Linked DNA regions of Zea mays: region 1 is linked to region 2. Evidence: chromatin contacts called from public Hi-C data. All regions are on one chromosome and are shown on one strand. The core of a region is the stretch at or near the end of the contact, and the rest is flanking DNA. Distances in the headings are between cores, read along the strand shown.

Evidence for each region. Hi-C and Micro-C count contacts between places; a contact is called where the count stands out from the background.
Region 1: a Hi-C map of bundle sheath shows a contact between it and region 2, with 3 times the contacts expected there. The contact joins the promoter of LOC100274496 here to the promoter of LOC100281419 in region 2. A contact is called at or near these places in 2 of 25 Hi-C or Micro-C datasets (bundle sheath and endosperm).

The regions. Positions count from the first base shown.
Region 1 is chr1:259,127,786-259,134,077 of Zm-B73-REFERENCE-NAM-5.0, forward strand. LOC100274496 (Protein kinase superfamily protein) reads left to right here and starts at 2,660. Exons shown (of 7, transcript NM_001148854.1): 1 at 2,660-3,126; 2 at 3,249-3,759; 3 at 5,201-5,322; 4 at 5,531-5,739; 5 at 5,822-5,996; 6 at 6,112-6,246. The coding sequence starts at 3,471. LOC111590566 (a long non-coding RNA gene) reads right to left here and starts at 3,123. Exons shown (of 2, transcript XR_002749691.2): 1 at 2,460-3,123; 2 at 803-1,576.
Region 2 is chr1:258,576,573-258,583,482 of Zm-B73-REFERENCE-NAM-5.0, forward strand. It overlaps LOC100281419, which reads right to left and starts at 2,639. Exons shown (of 9, transcript NM_001361494.1): 1 at 2,465-2,639; 2 at 1,526-1,658; 3 at 553-1,420; 4 at 340-444; 5 at 166-231; 6 at 3-68. The coding sequence starts at 1,581.

The DNA.
Region 1 (6,292 bases), core at 1,410-3,909, 550 kb after region 2:
TCATTTGAGTTTAAGTTTTTATATTTTCCTATTCACCCCTCTAGGCGACATCCAAGTCCTTAGTACCGTCAAAGGGTACTTTCATAAATTGTCAATCCTTTTGATATATCTGAAACATACTTAGAAACAATTAACAAATCAATATTTTGAAGACATTTGGCCAAAGAGAACCCCCAACAAGAGAGTTGCTAAATGGTAACATGGAGTAAATTTTGTGTGTTCTCCAATAGTTCTCTATTTTAGTTACCAAATATTTTTGGTATACATCTATGCTTCGAGAGTGAACAGAAGCTTGCTACATTTAGCAACAATATAAGGTTTATATTTAGCAACAATATAAGGTTGGATAGGGACTTTATAAATTTAGTCACATCTTTGACATAACCGTTGAACTTCTTAAATTTGTATTTAGGAACATAAGATGCTCGAATTACTCTCTAGGTTTTATTATGACAACCACTTTCTTACTTTGCTTTGCTGCATGAGTAGTCACGATTAGGGATGGTAATGAGGAATTTCTCGTCGGGGAATAGCTCCCCATCCCTATCTCCATCCCCGTAACAAAAAAATCACGGAAATCTCCCCGTTTGCCGTGAGGATAAATCCCCGACGAGGAACCACGTTCTCGCTTAAATTATAATTAAGACATGCATCTTTTATTATTAATGTAAAATATTGTCACTTGTATACATTGACAGAGTAAGAAATTATTATATATACATCAAAATGAATATATTTGTAAAATGAGTAATATTTTGACAATATAATTATTTAGTTTTATTATTAACTAGTACACAAAAACATCGTCACGTACAAATTTAACGGGACCTTACGAGGAACGGGGATGGAGAATGTTTCCTATCTCCGTCCCTGTTTATCCGTCAAAAGAAGAAAATTTTCTGTTTACATTTTTATAGGGGAAGAAACTTCTTCATCGGCTAACAGAGCAATTCGCTGCGAAGAATTAGGAATCGGGCCCACGATCAACGACTCCTTATCTCACGCTCATCCCCCACTAGGCACTACACTGCACTTGGTAATAATATGCTAGTCATGTAGGCGGCTGTCTGAATCTGATGTGAGGTGGGCTCCGAATCGGCCGGCCGGCGAAAAGGAGAGGCCGCCAGGCGCCGGCCGGCCGCCACCCACCATGACGACCATGGTTGCTGCGTGCTCTACCCGGGGCCTCTACCAACTAACGAACGGAACCACTCTGTAGCACAAGAGTTGCTTCAGCCGCAAGCTCTAGTTAGCTTTCTGAATCTCTGAACGTACGCCATTGCGCACCGTCGTCTTGTCTAGCAGAGAGCCATGCATCCTCCATCGCCGGCCATTCGGGATCTTTTTTTTTCGGTGCTGGATCGGATGATCTTGGCTTTAAGGCGGCACCGCCACATGATCCGGTAGTGGGAGCAAAAGCTCGGTCCCTGTCACACACATGCATGGTCTAGGGCTGGGCTGCGTGTCCTGACGTACGCAACACCAGACGTACGTGTGCCTGCTTTATGGTTGGTTCCATGGCTGGTGCTTTCGTTCCTGCGATGCGAGGATAAGAAATGCGAGTGCACCTGCGGTCCTGAAAAGGATACAGATCAAATCAAACTTTGATTATAATTACCAGGTTTACACAAAAAAGGTGCCAATAAATTTATCTTTGTATTTTGTTTCGTAGTATACTTGTCAGCTGTATGTTTGGTTTCCGCCACAACTTTCCTAACTTTCCCGTCTAAATTTAGGGGTTGTTTGATTCTATAACTATGGTGCCAAAAAATTGCCAAACAATGTTATGTCACATTTGCCTAATGTGCATAAGGTTAGTCGCTCAAATTCTACGCCACAGTTTGCCACGCCTAAGAGCAACTCCAATAGTTATGTAAATTTTAGCTCTCTAAATCACAGATTTAAGAAGTGCTAAATGGCTTTTGAAGTAAAAAAATGTGAGTTCTCCAATAGTTCTCTAAATATAGGTTGTAATTTTGTTTTGTATCTATCCACATAAAAAATAAGTCACAAAAACTATATAATGCAGTCAACATTTTTGTTTAGGGAGTTGTTAAATGGTTGACAAATGTAGAGAGAAAATGAGGTTAGATGACAAGTTGTTAAATTTAGAAAGTTCATTTAGAGAACTGTTGGAGAATAATTTTCATGTTAACTACCTAAATTATTGATTTAAGAAGTCTTTTAGAGAACTAATGGAGTTGCTCTAAGCGAATCTTGTCACAATTTTATCGGTCATTGACGAGTGAGACCTACGCAGCAGGAGAAAAATCTTACCATAACTGTGGCTTTAAATTAAACTAAACATATGCATAATTTAGTCAAACTTATCTAATCTTAGATGTGGCGAATCGTGACAAGTTAGACAATAAACCAAACAACTGGGGTTCTTCAACTCAAACGAAAAGCTGTGGCTTCTTAAGCAGGAAACCAACTAGTAGGCAAGTAAAGCAGCCAACCTTTTTGACAGATGAAAATCGAGGACCCACATGTATGAAGATGACTGGCAATCATCTTGGGCATGACTGGCAATAATCTCGAGCGCATGCCGTATGCGAAAGAAAAAATCTCTCGTCTGCAGTCCAGCTTGGACCGTGGGGAAGCAGCATATCCTTTGCGGCCGCAAGAGACGCGGCGTAGAACAAAGGAGCCGCCAAGACGGCAAGGCGCCAAGGCGACCGGACAGGCCTAGGCGAAGCGGGCGCAGCTCCTGCCGGTGGTGGGTAGTGGCCCTAGCAATAAACATCTTGCCCAACCGGCTCTCGCTACGCGCCTACGCTTCGTCAACACCGGAACCGCCCCCACCCCGCCCCGAGCGCCAATTGCACCGCCGCTCCCGGCCAAACCGGCCAAGTCAACGGCGCATCCACTTCTCCTTACCATCCCGGAGGTAATCTTGCGCCGATTCGGTGCCGATTTGCGCCATCCGCGACCGGAGGCTCCGCCGGGTCTTGTGTTCTTGCGGGGCGGGGGCTCAGGACAACCTGGCCTCTGCTTGATTGGATTCGGGGCGTTCGGCGCCTCCAGCTCGCGATCTTTCCTGCCGGTTTCGTCGACCGCTGGTCAACCTGGCCGGTCGGTCCCGGGGGCTCTTCACCTCCGTGCTGCCTGCCACCGTCGCTTTAGGTCGGTATAGTACAGCTGCATCCTCTCTTTACTTGTTGGATTGGATCCACCGGTGTCTATCTCCTCTCCTGCCAGGTCACGGCCTAATTCGTGGAATTTTGTTTGGTGGTGCATATCTCCAGTCAAGTCTCGGCCAAGATTTTAGCTATCTCCGGTCAAAAGGCTTTACCGATTCTTGGATTGGTGGCTTCTTGGGGGCGAGAAGCCGGTTCCTGTTTCGTCTCTTGTGCTCCAGCATGTTCTGTAGCACACCGGTTCCCCATCTCCAGTGAAGGTGTTCGTGTGCTCTTGGTTTTGTGCCTCCCGGAATCGTTCCCGGAAAGCTACTTTTGGCCGCTGCGGCGATGGCGTCGAGCACCAGCGAGATGGCCGAGGGGAAGGAGAAGCTGAAGAGGTCCGGCAGCTTGGGAAGCAACGATACGTATGTGCGTGCAGACAAGATTGATCTTACGAGCCTCGACATCCAGCTGGAGAACCAGCTCACCAAGACCTGGGGCAAAGCCAATCTCAAATCCCAGGGGCCAAAGGAGGAGTGGGAGATCGACCTTGCAAAGCTGGAGATCCGCTATGTCATCGCTCAGGGGACGTATGGCACGGTCTACCGGGGCACCTACGATGGACAGGACGTCGCAGGTATTGATCTAGCTCTGCTTCTTTCAAAGTGTATGATAATGTTGCAGACAGGCTCACTTTGGTAAAAGTCTTATGCTGTCTTATGGATTCAAGGTGAAATAACATACCCCATGACTGAAACAATATACCCCATGATTGAAACAATGCTTCTGTGTGACTACTGACTAGTTCCAGTAGCTTACTTATTGAAGTTTATTCCAATCCAACCTATGGAATGGAAGGCCTTATTATTCGATTTTTTGTGGAAAGTAATACCTGGCATCACTTCTCTGTCTAATCCAGGGTTTGTCTTGATCATTTGTGCTTGAGATGCTGCTACATATGCTTGATTGCGAATTTGCAATGTATCTACTGTTCTTTTGCAACTGCTCCATATGTTCTATCACATTGCGGACTCTAAGATATGCATGCCTTTTTTTTCTTAAGAAGAAACTTTTCCTAACTGAAACTTATGGTTTAGAATGTGCATTTGACCTTAATGGTTGGTGGTTAAAATGCTGACAAATCTGTTGCTTGAATGGAGGAATTCAGTAAGATAGTAAATATGGACTGGTCTGGTTAGACTACATTTAAGCTTGTCGCATGCCTAGAATTTAGACGGGCATGTGTGGCTTTGCATACTCCTAGTTTATGACCTTGCAGCACGAATAGTTTCAGGATATTCTTTCTCGACTTCCCAAAGTATGCATGTGTTCCCATTCTTCCCTCTATTTCTTACTTTTCACTTTTGGGTTGCAGTCCTCCTGCCCCATGCCCCTTAATCAATTTATTGCCAGTCAGAAATGTTTTGATGTTGACCTCTTTTCCTTTTCCTTATCTTTTTAAGCGTCTATCCTTCTACGAATTGATCTTCACGTCATTCGGAGATTGATGTGCAAATAATGTTTTGCACTTAATCTTTCCAAACTATGTAATGTTCCTGTAGCCTTCTCAAGATTAGTTTTGCCATTGTTGTGCTTGTCGTCAATAAGCCATTGTGCAACTTTAGTATATACAGTAGATATCATTGTTGTGTTCATCAGCTATAGATATGTGACCACGACAAATGACAATGCTATCAGAAGCTCTTTGTGCTACATTTTTGTTAGATTAAGATTTTATTTTTTTGATCCAATTCAATTGCTTTCATCTAAAATTTATTGCTTTGACTTACAAGATTGTGGTTTTAGACCACAGAGCACTTGCTTCCTCTTATTGCTTCATTAATAATAAATAAATGATATCATTTACTTTCGGTGGGGTGGGTCTCCTTTTTCTGTTTTTTAATCAATTCTCTTAAGTTAACAACCACATACTTTCACTGTTGAATAGGGATTCTTTGATATTATTATCACAATTACTTATGATGCTTCATTGATCTGCTATTGTCATGCTGACATGTGTGCACTATATGTCCACAATTCCAAGGACAGATAAGTAAGATTATTGTGTGATACTGCAGTGAAGCTTTTGGATTGGGGAGAAGATGGTTTTGCCACAGAGGCTGAAACTGCTGCTTTACGAACATCATTTAAGACGGAGGTTGCTGTTTGGCATAAGCTCAGCCACCCTAATGTTACAAAGGTGAATATTTTCATGAATTCCTGTGCATGTTCATGTCTGTAACTCCGGATAGATGCTTGTTTATGTAGTAAAGCTGTTGATCCTTAGCTTGCTGATTATTACCAAAATTTGCCCATGACCAGTTCATAGCAGGTATCTTCCATAAAAAGTTTTTCCTTTTGTGCTATTGGAGAAGTACTTGAATGCATTGTGTTGTTTTTTCTCGCAGTTTGTTGGTGCATCTATGGGGACCACAGACCTTAAGATTCCATCAAACAATTCCAATGGTGCTGCACGTACAAATTTGCCAGCAAGAGCATGTTGTGTTGTGGTAGAGTATCTTGCTGGAGGAACTTTGAAGCAATATTTGATAAAGAATAGCCGACGGAAGCTTGCTTATAAAGTTGTGGTCCAGCTTGCATTGGATTTGGCCAGAGGGTAAATAACACTTAAGCTGAAATACTGCCATGAATTGTTTTCTCTGAATCCACTGCTAACTGTCTGGAGATTTCCTTTGCAGATTGAGCTATCTGCACTCCAGAAAGATTGTACATCGGGATGTGAAAAGCGAAAACATGCTGCTTACTCCACAGAGAAACCTTAAGATTGCCGATTTCGGTGTTGCTCGTGTTGAGGCTCAGAATCCAAAGGACATGACTGGTGCAACAGGCACACTTGGTTATATGGCTCCAGAGGTATTTACTGGACTGACCTTTTTTTTAATCTTTTCTGTTCCATAATGTGGATTATTTTCAGTTATTCCCATGCTAAAAATAAAGTGTCTGTCCCGTTTCTTTGTATGTGCTATAGGTTCTTGATGGTAAGCCATACAACAGGAAGTGTGATGTTTATAGTTTTGGCATTTGTTTATGGGAAATCTATTGCTGTGACATGCCTTACCCAGACCTAAGTTTTGCCGATGTCTCATCTGCCGTTGTTCACCAGGTTTGCCCTGTGTTCCATATATACTGCATATATGCAATTAGTTTTC
Region 2 (6,910 bases), core at 1,389-3,888:
ACCTGCACTTGCAGCTGCAGCGACTTGAGGTACTCGATCGCCTCGTCAAGCATTGACGCCTTGTCCGTCTGCTCACGTAATGCAATAACAAGATTCTTGTTACTATACTGTTTAGTTTACTATATATGTAAAGGGAGAGCTCTTGTCCAGTGCAGTCTAAGGAACCTTGTTGCAGTGAGGTATGAGCTCTTGCAGGGCTCTCATCTTCTCGTTTATCCTGTCTCGTCTCCTCTGCAACATTGTTGGGACCAAACAAAAACACCCATGTCAGAGACCGTCGTCGACTGTTCAACGAGGCAACAGCTAGCAACAAGTTGTCGTCGTCAGAGTCACACGCACCCGCTCCGACAGGTTGTGCACTTCGGCGGCGCGGCTCCTCCGCGCCGTCGTCATCTTCTGCGGCGGCTTGCGCGCCAACATCGCGGCGGACCCCGACTCCGCGTCCTGCACCACCGTAGCATTGCCGGCGGCCCAGGCCCGTTATTGCTAGTATTAAACAACAGTGATAGACGGATCGACGAGGCACTGATCGTAAAGTTCAAAGGGCGAGACCTCGCTGGGACTCTCCGAGTCCTCGGTGTCGAGCCGCTTGCGCTTGCTGCTCCGGTTGCTGGTGCTCGCGGGCTCCGTGGTGGTGGTTGTGGTTGTGGTGGTGGCGGCGCCGAAGCAGCAGTAGTTGGACCGCCCCGACGAGGACGCCTCGTGGCCCCTGCCGCCGCCCACGGCGTTCGCGTTCGCGCTGCCCACCGCCGACGGCAGCGCGGCGGACCCGGACCCGTCGCCGCGGGCGGTTCCGGAGCCGGACGCGGACGCGCGCCCCGGCGCGCACGCCGCGCGCTGCACCAGGACCTGGTTGCTCCCGCAGATGCTGGACCCGATCGCGCTCAGCATCGACGACGCGCCGGCCTCCGCCCCCGCACGGACGAGGCCCGGCAGGTCCCCTCCGGCATTGTCGCCGCCGTTGGCCAGGCTCATCGTCGTCTGCTGCCTGGAGCAGGACGCGGGCGTCGACTTGGGAGGCGGCATCAGGTCGCACGGGTCCCCCGCCGACACCGCGCACGCCCCGCCGCCGCCGCGCCTGTCGTCCTCTGCTGGGACTGGGACGTCCCCGCCGCACGACTTGCCGCCGGCTTCGGTGCCGGTTCCACCACCAGAGGCCGCCGGCGCCGCATCCGCCGCCGCCGGTGCCGGCGTCGGTGCCTCGCAGAAGAACTCCGAGAAGATGTCCTTGTCCAGCGAGTCGGCCAGCGCGAAGGGGAACCACAGGCCGCCCTCGTCTTCCTGCGGCACGGACGCGGGGGCTGGTGGAGCCGCCACTGCCGCCGCCTTCTCCGGCCTCGGCGGCACCTTCCGGTGGCTCTGGCTCTGCATGACGACATGGCCGTTGCACCATAGCAGCTCGATGAGGTCGTCTTCTTCGCTGCACCAACGCAAGAACACAGCAGAATCTTCGTTATCCTTCCTCCCTCTCCGCGTCACGGTCTCCATGGATCATCAATTAGGGGGGGATCAGAGTAGTGCTCACCCGAGCGGCCTGGAGGTGTCTCCCATGTTGCTCCAATCAGGGACGAACTGGTTCATCGCTCAGATGGCCAGCACAACACAACCATCGATCGATGAGAAGCCGCCAATCACTTCGTGTTCAGTCAGAGCTCACACTGCAAGAAGCAGGGGGAACGTGCATGGGAACTCAAAGCATGATCTTAAAAATTGCTGCCAGCCTTTATGCAACTGTCAATGGAGGAGAAAAAAAACAGTAAACAATGACGTCTCCTGTCCAGGATCTTGCTTGCACCACACAAAAGCCTCTGTTTGACCCCAGATGGAGCAAGCGGTGTGTCACTTAATCTATGCTTGTTCTCTATCTACTATCTGCTATGACTGGCAGCTCTGTTCCAACAAGAAAAAGAGATAGGACGCGGGAATACGATAAATCCGCAGGCCCCACAACAGGGTACACGGATCGGGGGGAAAGCAGGGCATGTGAACAGTGGGGGTGCAAGAACATAACACGCTAACACAGTGATTTGATGGATATATTAAGAGGGAAGAAAACAGAGAAGAAGCGGAAAAAAAAGGAGGATAGGCGTGTGGTGTGGACACCCACATACTCGCGAGGGGAGAAGCACCTGCCTGCTCAGGAGCAGCAACCAAACACGCGGAAAGGTTCTTTCTTTTTGTTATTATTATGTATCGTAGTAATGGAATCGCGATCGATATATAGCAAGAACAGCGGAGAGGAGAGGAGAGCAGATGCTTCGTTGAATTTTTAGCAGAGGACCTTTCTGTCAAGAAGTGTAAAGTTGAGATTGCACGGTGAGAATGGACGGATGACGGTGAAAGTATCATATCAGATTTCGTAAGAAAAAAAAGACGGAGAAGAAGAACAGCTGCGCAGTATGTATTATAGAAGAGAAAGAATTCGAGGGAGAAAGAGAAGCAAGAATCAGAAAAGACCAAGTACCTCTGCAGAGCTAGCTTGGAACCCGGCTTATCGAGGGAGAGCAGACAGCAGACTGCAGAGCGCGGCCTCGATGCTCAGCGCAGACGGTTGCTGCAGGCCTCTGTGACTCGACCTCGCTTCTTCCACCCTCTACAGCCTAGAGCTGGAGCTGTGCTGTGATGAGAGAGAGAGAGAGGTAGACAGCGCGACGGGGAAGTGAGGGAGAGAAGGGAGGGTTGCTTTTATGCAGCGGAGGTGTTGAGCACGCAGAGGCAGACGCAGCAGCATTGCGGTGTGGCTGGACTGAGGTGGATTCCCGCGGACAGGGACGCGCGAGAGCGATGGGAAAGCGGGAGCGAGATGGGCTGATGCTACGGTGTGGTAGAGGAGGTGTAGGGGTCCGGCCGCGCCCGGGGCGAATGATTAGGCGATCGAGCCGGCAGAGCCAGGGCCGCGGGGGCCCCGCGCGGGGGGCCCTTGCAGAGCGGCAGCTAGCGTAGCGTAGCGGCGGCGGCGGCGGCATGTGGATGATGCGGACCAGAAGAGTACTCCTTCGGTCCTTCCCTTACTAATCCTTTAGTAGTAGAGAAGAGGACGATCGGGAGGCGGTGTGCGCGTGCCGTGCCCGTGCATGCCGTTTTGCGCATGCGCCGACACCGCGCAGGTACACTACGGGACTTACCATTTCGAGTAACTAAGACCAACTCCAGCAGCACTCCGCATGCGGCTCCGTATCCGTATTTTGCGGAGTCTAGCACACTATTCATCAGTCCAGCAGGCTCCGCATCCGGCTCCGTAAAACGCACGGCCTGTACCCTGACTCCCCATTTCCACGCTTTCTCTCTTCTCTCCGCAGCTCTCTGCGTGCGCGCGCGCCTGCTGGCGGGCCCCAGGTGTCATAGACTGCATGCGGAGTGGGATGGGGAGTGTTGCTGGAAACGGAGACGGATACGGAGAGGAGAGAGAATGTGTTGGCCGCGCGTTTTAGGGATACGGAGAGGGAGTCTGCTGGAGTTGGTCAACGGGGCCTGTGTGCTAGCTAGCTACGAGCGGACGCTGCTACGTCTACGCTGGTAGCTGCTGCTGTCGGGCGCGGCCACCGTATCTGCGGCTCTGCCTTGCCGGTGCTTCGCCTCGCGCCTGTGCTGACGACGACTGCTGCTAGAGAAGGCACAGCTCAGCTCTCGGTTGTTGCCTGCTCCAGTACTGACGTAGGATGTGGCATTCCACCTCGTTAATCTCTCCCGCCCCTGCTCTCCGTTTTCTCCCGGCAAAGAGAAAGCATTGTTGCCACCAGTCATATATAGTGCTGCGAATATAGTCAAGACTTTTTTTTTTTGCCAGCACGAGCACGGTCTGAAAACAGAAGCCCAAAACACAGTCCAACATGAAATAATATGGGCCGACTAGCACAGCCCGAAGACAGACTTGAGTCGGGCCTTAAATTCCAGCTCGTCGTCCCAGCACGGCCCGCACAGACGGACCAGACTTGGACCGGCACGGCCCAATAAAACCCAAGTTATTTAATTACTTTAATTTGGTAAGCTAGAGACTTTATATTGTTGTGATATTTAGAGTTTATATGGTAAAATGATGTTAGGATTGTTTAATATCTTTAATTTAGTAGGTTATGCACTTTATGTGGTTGTAATATTTTGATTTTATGTGGTCAAATATATGGGCCGGGCTTGGGCCAGCACGGCCCAATAAAGGCACGACATGGTTTAGGGCCGGGTCGGGCCACTGTTTTTACACTTTGAGCTGGCACGACACGACCTAAAAGTTTTTTGGGTTTTTCTGACCCAAACCTGTTTGGCACGAAGCATGATGGGCTTGGGCCGGGCTAGCCCAACCCAATTCCCAGCACCAGTCATATACACAGATAAGCTGCCAGAATAGGCGGGTTGCCATTTGTGTGATCTAGTTTCGATTAAGGCTCCGTTTCATTGTACAGAACTAAATTTTAGTCCCGTCACATATGATTGTTTGATCCTAGTTACAAGTATAAAATATAGTCTAATTATAAAACTAATTACATAGATGGGTGAAGGTCATGAAGAACATATATTTATCATCGACAAATATAAAAACATAATTTCAAATGTAATATCATGCCATTTATTAATTTCGTATTGAATGTACAAACAATATCTAGATACACATTGTATTGATAGCTTCGGCTTGCATGAAGGTAAAGGCGTGAATGCAGTTACAATCCAGCGTGAACAGTACGGGGCTACTGTTCACCTATTTATAGGCAATCGTACAACTTCGTACGATATTATATTCATATCATCGAAGATTACATACAAGGTTTACAAATGTCATGGGGACAATTTTGTCATTTGCACCTAGCAGTTTGAATCAACACCTTCTTCCTACGCCACCTTTCCGCGTCATCGTAACGAAGCTTGCTTCGTCACACTTCCATTGATCAAAACCGAAGCTTTTCTGGTACCGAAGCTCCTGTAACACTTAATAATATATAAAAAACAAGTAGTTAGTCGTGTTTTTGAGGACCTTCGGAAGACGAAGGCCCCCAACAGCAGCCCATCGCAGTATTAGTTTGTTTCTGAAAAGGAAATGGCCTCAACATTTTCTATAATCGATTTTGGTGTTTGACGTCCATCACAAACCGTGTGGACTAACTAGTTTGCCTAGTCAATATTTTCTCAGGTGCATAAAGTTCACATATACATACAAAGAAAATGACCTTGGGGCAATTCTACAAAGTTTGGAGCAAACAAGATTTGGTGCAGCCAGTGGACAGAAGACTTCAACGGTCAATAGTTCCAAACCCCAACGGTCGGGTGACGTGGCACTCACCGGACACTGAACGGTGGAGTGTCTGGTGCACCACCAGATTGTTCGGTGTGCCCGTCGACAGCAAAGTTAGCCGACGGCTAGAATAGTGGTTGGGACTATAAATAGCCCCAACCACCGCCATTCAAGCAATCAAAGCCTCCCAACTTATTTATTCAATACTAGAGCAAAAGAATACACTCCAAAGACACAATCAAAGCATCAAATCCTCTCCAAGCTCCAAAATCAAGTCAAGTGTTCAAAAGTGCTTAGTGACTTGAGAGAGGGTGATCTGTGTATCTTTTGTTGCTCTTGATGCTTGGTTGCTTTCTTCTTCTCACTGTAATCTTTCCAAGTGCTTTGTAAAGCTAGAAAGAGACACCTAATTGTGTGGTGATCCTTGCGGGGTCTTAGTGACCCATGTGATTAAGAAGAAGCACTCGACCAGTCTAAGTGACCGATTGAGAGAGGGAAAGGGTTGAAATAGACCCGACCTTTGTGGCCTCCTCAACGGGGAGTAGGTTCTTTGGAATCGAACCTCGGGAAACAAATCACCATGTTCACTTTTGTAGATCTTCACTATTTAATTTGTTTCTTCCCTCTCCTCTCTCTCTAAAGTTCTCTTGCTCACATTGGTTTGAGTTTGCTCCCAAAGTTATCCGTATTGATTGAGCAACTCATAGCAAGAAGAACTATCTTCCGCACTCTGAATTATTTCTAACACTAACCCCGGGTGTAGTGCGTGTTCAAAGTTTATAATTTTTCAGGTTTCGCCTATTCACCCCCTCTAGGCGACTTTCAATTGGTATCAGAGGCATGTTCTTCATTAGAGTTTAACAACTCAAAGTGATGCCGGGAGAACATGCCAAAAGAGAGATGGTGACCGGGGAAAATCTCGGATCTTTGGGAAAGAAGAATGAAGAAAGGACTCAGTCGAAGGAGGTCGGCGACAAGCATAAAGAGCACAAGGAGGAATCCGCCGGCTCCATCAAGTCACATAGGAAAGATGACAAGAAGAAAAAGAAAATAAAGAAGGTGGTCTACTATGAGACCGATTCTTCCTCAACTTCCACATTCGGCGTCGAGTCCACATCTTCGAAGCGCCAAGAGCGTAAGAAGTATAGTAACATGCCTCTTCGCTATCCTCGCATTCCTAAACGCGCTCCTCTACTTTCTGTACCCCTAGACAAACCACCATATTTTGATGGTGAGGATTATTGTATGTGGAGTGATAAAATGAGGCACCATCTAACCTCACTCCACGAAAGTATATGGGATATTGTTGAGTTTGGAGCCCAGACACCATAGGTGGGCGACGAGGACTATGACTCCGATGAGGCCGCCCAAATAAGGCACTTCAATTCCCAAGCTACCTCTATACTCCTCGCTTCCTTATGTCGAGAGGAGAATAACAAAGTGCAAGGGTTGAAGAGTGCCAAAGAAATTTGGGACATTTCTCAAAACGACGCATGAAGGGGACGAGGTGACCAAAATCACCAAGCGCAAAATAATTGAGGGAGAACTCGGTCTATTCGTCCTCAACAAGGGAGAAGAGCCACAAGCAATGTACAACCGGCACAAGACGATGGTCATCCAAGTCCACAACCTCGGGAGCACCAAGTAGGATGACCATGAAATGGTCAATGTTATTCTAAGATCTCTTGT